Linked DNA regions of Mus musculus: region 2 is linked to region 1. Evidence: chromatin contacts called from public Hi-C data. All regions are on one chromosome and are shown on one strand. Each heading gives the region's core, a stretch centred on a gene start, on an enhancer-like site or on the middle of the called end of the contact. The rest is flanking DNA. Distances are from core to core; before and after follow the strand shown.

The links. Hi-C and Micro-C count contacts between places; a contact is called where the count stands out from the background.
Region 2: a contact with region 1 is called in a Hi-C map of uterus, with 6 times the contacts expected there. The contact joins two enhancer-like sites. A contact is called at or near these places in 2 of 15 datasets of contacts at CTCF or cohesin (embryonic stem cells and large pre-B cells), 77 of 484 Hi-C or Micro-C datasets (the AML12 cell line, B cells, the Ba/F3 cell line and 40 more), 13 of 115 datasets of contacts at active chromatin or transcription factors (bone marrow-derived dendritic cells, bone marrow-derived macrophages, craniofacial prominence and 7 more) and 1 of 9 other capture datasets (embryonic stem cells).

The regions. Positions count from the first base shown.
Region 1 is chr6:51,210,197-51,213,288 of GRCm38.p6, reverse strand. No RefSeq gene overlaps it. Among named protein-coding and RNA genes, the nearest start is that of Gm32403, 4.4 kb to the right of the region's middle. Within about 2 kb of position 1,613, at least 36 of the 459 cell types and tissues checked have an H3K27ac peak or open chromatin away from gene starts, as enhancers often do. A contact at or near this core is called in uterus, where this site is marked.
Region 2 is chr6:51,507,851-51,510,942 of GRCm38.p6, reverse strand. No RefSeq gene overlaps it. Among named protein-coding and RNA genes, the nearest start is that of Snx10, 15 kb to the left of the region's middle. Within about 2 kb of position 1,477, at least 77 of the 459 cell types and tissues checked have an H3K27ac peak or open chromatin away from gene starts, as enhancers often do. A contact at or near this core is called in uterus, where this site is marked.

The DNA.
Region 1 (3,092 bases), core at 364-2,863:
ACTGGTCACCTCACACTGTGTCTGATTCTCCCACTGCAGGCTGGTAAATGAGAGCAGGAAGCAGCAGGCCTACTTTGGGGGGAAAAATCCCCCTTATGGCCCAGGGAGTAAGTCTGGAGAAATTCTCACTGACTCAGCTATGCAAGATACCCAGTAGTGTCCCAATTATAACAGCCTAATGGCCGCTACGGACGTCTTCCTATCACTTGGCCAGTGGTATTTGTGTTCTCAGCATTTTTAATTAGCAGAGATGCCACCGCTGCAGAGGACCACATATAACCCAGAAAAACTGTCAGGGGCACACTATAAAAATTGAGTATGTGTCACCAGTAGATTTAGATTCTTCAGGTTAATATTATTTTTGCAATTAGGTAGTGAACTGGCATTAATTTACTCGTGCTGTGTGATTAGGTTAATTTACTCCAGAAAAGCTTACATTTCCAGAATTAAAAATGGTGGCCATGTCTTCTCACGATCCATCAAAGTCGCAGCTGTGCCATAGAAACCCGGCCATTTTGTATTCTTATAGACTGTGCAATAATGGCTGAAGATGACCAAGTGCCGGGCCCCATAGATCTTCATGCTTAAGTACCTACGGATGAATGGTTAACTTAATCAATTACTTTTCCTATAGTTCGGCTTTTATAAATAGAAATCAGCATATAATGCTTAGGGCACTGAATTTTAGATGTAATAGTGCCTGAATGTGTCAAAAACAAAAGAGGCTTGCAAAAATAAAGCTAACTCGTTGTTGGCCTTCGTGGCTGCAGATGCATCCTCTATGTCTGCCTGGATCACTTACGTCCCTTAAGGATGCAAACGTGCCTGCCCTGCTCACACATTCCCCGGAACTGTGGTCCTGCTAGCATTTTTGAAAATTACTTTAATTAACCTTATTTCATCTTGGGTAGCGGTAGAACACTTTTATTGGTTAACTATGCATTCCTTTGTTTTGTCATTAACCTTGACTTTCGCCCTTGGAATTGATGGTAATTTATATTGTGAGCCAGGTGTTAGAACAACATGCACTGGGGTACCCAGCAGCCGTGCCCTCAGTGGCTAGGATTCTGTAGCTTACAGGAGACAGAGCAGGAGTTGGAGGGCTGGAGAGAGAGGAAGCAAGGCTTAGCCCCGGGTTCTCCGAGGATGGATTCTAGTCTCCAGCCCAGGACGTGGATTTTGGGATAGCCTCGGCTGGGGTAGTCTCTCAAGCCAGTTCCCAGCTACTCCTGAAGTCAGAGAAAGGGATCATTTACTGAAGGGGAGGAATAATGGCCAGTCCCTAACAGTTCCACTCTAATAGTCAACCAAATATACTGTAATATTAGGAATAGTGTGCCTCTACTCTACGAGTATCCCCGTCTTTCCCTCTCTCCCACTCTGTCCACAGCCAAATACCTCTACCGTAGATAACCAAATACTCCCACCAAATATAACCAAGTCCTTGGCTTTACATCTGCACTCTTGTCACAGCACACAAAAGCCCAGTTTCAACTCTTCCTGTCTGTTTTGGTTTGGTTTGGGTTTTTTCCTATTGTGTGTGTGATTCACAAGCCCCTGAAGGCCAGGGCACTGTGAGGCCACAGACAGGGAGGTACTGAGGTCCAACTCCAGCCCCCAAGAGCATGGCGCTTGTGAGCTGACAGAAATAGCTTTCCCTGAAGTGCTTTGGCACGCCAGAAGAGGGAGAAGTTAGTTTCAGTACAGAAAAAAAAAAAAAAAAAAAAAAAAAAAAAAACCGACATTCCACACATACTCTTTTCTCTAGTGGTTCGGGGTCTGTGTGGCTGTGTCATCACTACTTCCTGTGCACTGACACCCCCTTCATTCTGTGGGTTAACGCATGAGCCGCAGAAGAAGACGTTCTTCCCGCCTGTGTTTATTAAACATAATGGCTTACAGATATCAAGGGAGGATCATTCAGAAAGTCAGTACTTTTCAAAGAGCCAAACCTTTCTATTTTCTTCTCAAGATCCAGGCCTGTCCTCAGCCCCCCTTTTGGCGGAAGAATTTTGTGGGTCTAAGTTCCCACGAAGGTCACTAGGTGGGCAGAAGTGGGTGGGGAGGCTGTGGCCAGCGAGCAGAGCCCCCAGAAGCTGTCCACACTGCTGCTGAGGTTGAAGACAGTGTGTGTTTGCTTAGAACTGTCTAGAACACACGGGAGAGGCGTTATGGGGAAAAAAGGGGTCTTGGATGGGTAAAACTGTGGACAAAGAGCCTCTTAGCAGAGACAGCTTGGTCCTACCTGTAAACATGAGTGGTGAAGGGCAGGGGCTGGAAGGGTAGAAAGAATGTCATAGGAATCCCAAGATTTCTCAGGTGTGGAGGACACCCTGGCTTTGACACTTCCCAACACCCAAGTAGACTGTCACTACAGAGAACTAAGTGAGACTTCAAGATCCTAATGGTCAAATCTCCATTTTTTATTTCACGGAAGCCATAGTCTTCCTAGTATATTAGTTAGTGAGTGCTGACTGACTAATGTCCCTAGTCCCTAGTCAATCACAGTGGCTTAGCACAGTCGAAGTCACACCTTGATCATGGTCCTCCCTGATTGAGTTTGTCAGTGCCCTGAGAGGGTACCTCTCACACAGCAACTCAGGGGGACCTGCTGACTTTCATGCTGTGGCCCCATGGAGCCAAGGGCTTGCTGCTGGGTGTCTGTATTCTGCTGACACAGATAGAGGACCTTGCAGGTGACAGGCAGACCTGCTCACATTCCTTAAACCTTTGTTGAGTCCAAACCTCACCTGGAGAGAGACTGGGCCACGGCACCTTGCACAGGAAGAAGATTGAATGGGCTTGGGCATGCATAAAGGCGGGTCAGCCATTTGTAGGTGGGTCAGCCATTTGCATTGCTGACCTAAACATGGAGATGAGTCAGTTGACAGCTATTTAATGAGTGATCTCTAATAATTCAGGACTTTTGATCTTTGGAGGCCAGAAGACTTGATTTTGAATATTGTTGTGTGATCTTGGGCTAAGAATTAAGCCTCCAATTGTCCTGTGGGAAATGGGCTATCTCATGGGGTCACTGTGACCATGAGATGAAACAAGAGACAACAATGCGCATGTGACAATGCATGCTTAGT
Region 2 (3,092 bases), core at 228-2,727, 300 kb before region 1:
GTTCTTCCCTGGCATATCCACAGCATCCTGGTGAGTCAGCAAGCTGGCCCAGCGGTTAAAGGTACTTGCCACCAAACCAGATGACCTGCATTCAACCCTTTGAACTCTCTTAGTAGAAGAAGAGAACCAATTTCCAGGATGTACACCATGGAGTGCATGCACACATGCACATACATACACAATTAATTAATTATGTTTTGTTGTTAGTGGTTTTTCCTTTGGTTTTCTGAGACAGGGTTTGAGAGAGAGAGAGAGAGAGAGAGAGAGAGAGAGAGAAAGGAGAAGAAGGAGGAGGAGGAGGACGAGGAGGGAGAGAGGGAGAGGAGAGAGGGTGGAAGGAGTAAAGAAAGTTTTGGTGGTGGTGGATTGAGGAGGGTTTTGGGATGGTTGGTTGGTTGGGTTGGTTGGTTGTTTTCTACCAAACACAATTTTCTGGCAACTGTATGCCTTTCTGTTTGTTTTGTTTTGTTTTTAAGACAGGGTCTTTGTAGATCAGGCTGTCCTGGAACTCACAGAGATCCACTAGCCTCTGCCTCCTGAAAGCTATTAATTAATTAAATGTCTGGAATAGCTTGGCTCCTGCCAGTGTTGGGACGTTTAAGACCTGACGGCTCTCAGAATGATTTCAGCAAGGGTGGAACAGCGCCCTCTTCTGGAAGAATGTCCTGAGACATCCCCTTTGGCTCAGAGTTACAAGGGCTGAAAAGTTCAAGCTAAGGAATAAGAAGAGTTCGAGCTAGAACAATCCACTGAAGCTGGAGTTTGAAAGAGCAGAATATGGTCCAGGCTGCTTCCCTCAAGGGACAGAGCCATGGGAATCCAGCGGCAGGTCCCCTTAAAGCTAAATGTCTTAGGGTTACAATCACTCTGATGAAACATCACAAGCAAAGCAGCTTGGGGAGGAAAGAGTGTGTCTTAGGCTTCCACAACGCTGCTCGCGATCAAAGGAAGTCAAGAAGCAACCCGGAGGTAGGAGATGGTGCAGAGGCCGTGGAAGAGTGCTATTTACTGATTTGCTCCCCATGGCTTGCTCAGCCTGCTTTCTTATAGGACACAGGACCACCAGTCCACCCTACCCAGAATGGGCTGAGCCTTGTCCATCAATCACTAATTAAGAAAATGCCCTACAGGCTTTCCTACAACCTGGTGTTATAGAGGCATGTTCTCAGTTGAGCCTCCCTCCTCTCAGACGCCATCAGCCTGTGACGGAGTTGACGTAAGACGGTCCAGCTCACTAAGGTTCTTTTCCAGGCCACCAGGAAGCAGCTTCAGAGGTAAGCTTAAATCTGACCAGTTGATCCTTTTTCCACTTTCTAATTTTTTTCTCCTCGGAGTTTAAGCTCTCTAACAAGGACCCGAAAGAATTAAAATTTATCCAGAAAGGCCCATGCTGGCGTCATGTAGCCCCATGCTGGAGTCGAGAAGAATCTCATGCAATGGAGCAATGGAGCACGCCAGAGGTGGCGCTGTCCCCCAGAGGAACCGCTTACCCCCGCTGGTAACTTACCTCACAGCTGAGCATGCGCACTCCCTGCGCTCCTTTTATCTTTAGAAATCACGCTGCAAGCGTTGTAGAAAGAAGCTGAGGGCTCTTGTCTCCTCAGTAAATATAAACCATCTTTTTGTACTAATTCTCATATCCAGTTTTTCAATAAAGCAACAAAGACTCGAATCTGCTTAGGAAGAAAATGGTATCCCGAGGGAGTGCCCAGACTCCTTCAGACTCCACAGTCCCTTCCGTGGATGCAAAACACAGCTCTCATCAACGGGAATAACAGTGAGTTTATGCTGAAAGCAGTGATGAGTGGCCATGGCTTGAGAATAGTCAGATGTCCACAAATGTCAAACATATCCGACATGGTAGCAGTTTCATAGGTTTTTGCAGAACAAAGCAGCCATAAAGTAATGTGCTCCTCGAAATTGGTGAGAACATTAGGCAAGCAGATGATAAAAAGATGTCTCTCCCATAGCTCTGAGTACAGGAAAGGGGATTCCTACCACAGTTCTGAGTACAGGAAAGGGGGTCCCTCCCATAGCTCTGAGTATAGGAAAGAAAGTCTCTCCCATAGCTCTGAGTATAGGGAAGGGGGTCTCTCCCATAGTTTTGAGATGCTATCTGTGGCTATTCTTGGTTTGTGATTGATGAAAAGTAGCAATCTAATACACCACAGCACATTTCAAGTGACACATAGGTCGCACACAGATGAGGGCAATACATAGCTATGAAGGGGGATCAAAGATTGCTCAGGATAATCTGTCTCTGATCTGCAACATTCAAAGTCTCTGGAGAATCAGCATAGGTGTGGCTCCGCCACAACCCCCATTCTGGGATATTCAGTATAGCTAGGAGGTAGAGAGAGTGAAGCTGTATTTAACTTAAGCGCTGGGACTAGCCCCCACACTCAGTGCTAGCCACAGTGAACCACTAAGGCAGGATAACATTTAAGGGTATTTGCCTGGAAATGTAGCTCAGTTGGTGGAGTGCTCGCCTCACGTGCAGGATGTCAGGGTTTTGTCCCCTGCACTATATAAATTGGGTGTGGTGGCGGGCACATGCCTTTAATCTCAGCACTCAGAGGCAGGCTGATTTCTGTGAGTTTGAGCTTAGCCTGGGGTACATAGTGAGTTCTAAAGGCTGTACAGTGAGACTGGTTTCAAAAATAAAAATAAAAATAAATAGAAAATATCTCACTGAATCACCTAAAGAGATCTAACAGTCCCTGTTGCTCTGGGTATGGAGTAGGATCTAGACTCTGCTGTTTTATATGCCTTCTGGGTAATTGCAGTAGACGACCAGACAGGAGAACCATCAATTTAGCCAGCTGTGGGGCTTATGTCTATAATCCTGAGGCAGGGCAAAAAGACAGGAAATTAAGGGAACCGAGGAGGGGAGAAAGGAGTCTGGTTGAAAGCTCTCAGCAACCAAGACCAAACAACACAGCACAGTTGTCAGCTCCCAGCTGACCACCCAAAATGGATGTGACACCTCTTTCTGTGTGAAAATATTTTCAAATAAACCATGGCTTTCAGGTTAGCCATGAACCCTGCTCAGGGCCAGAGCCTGTATGACCTTGAAGAAGACCGCACTGCTT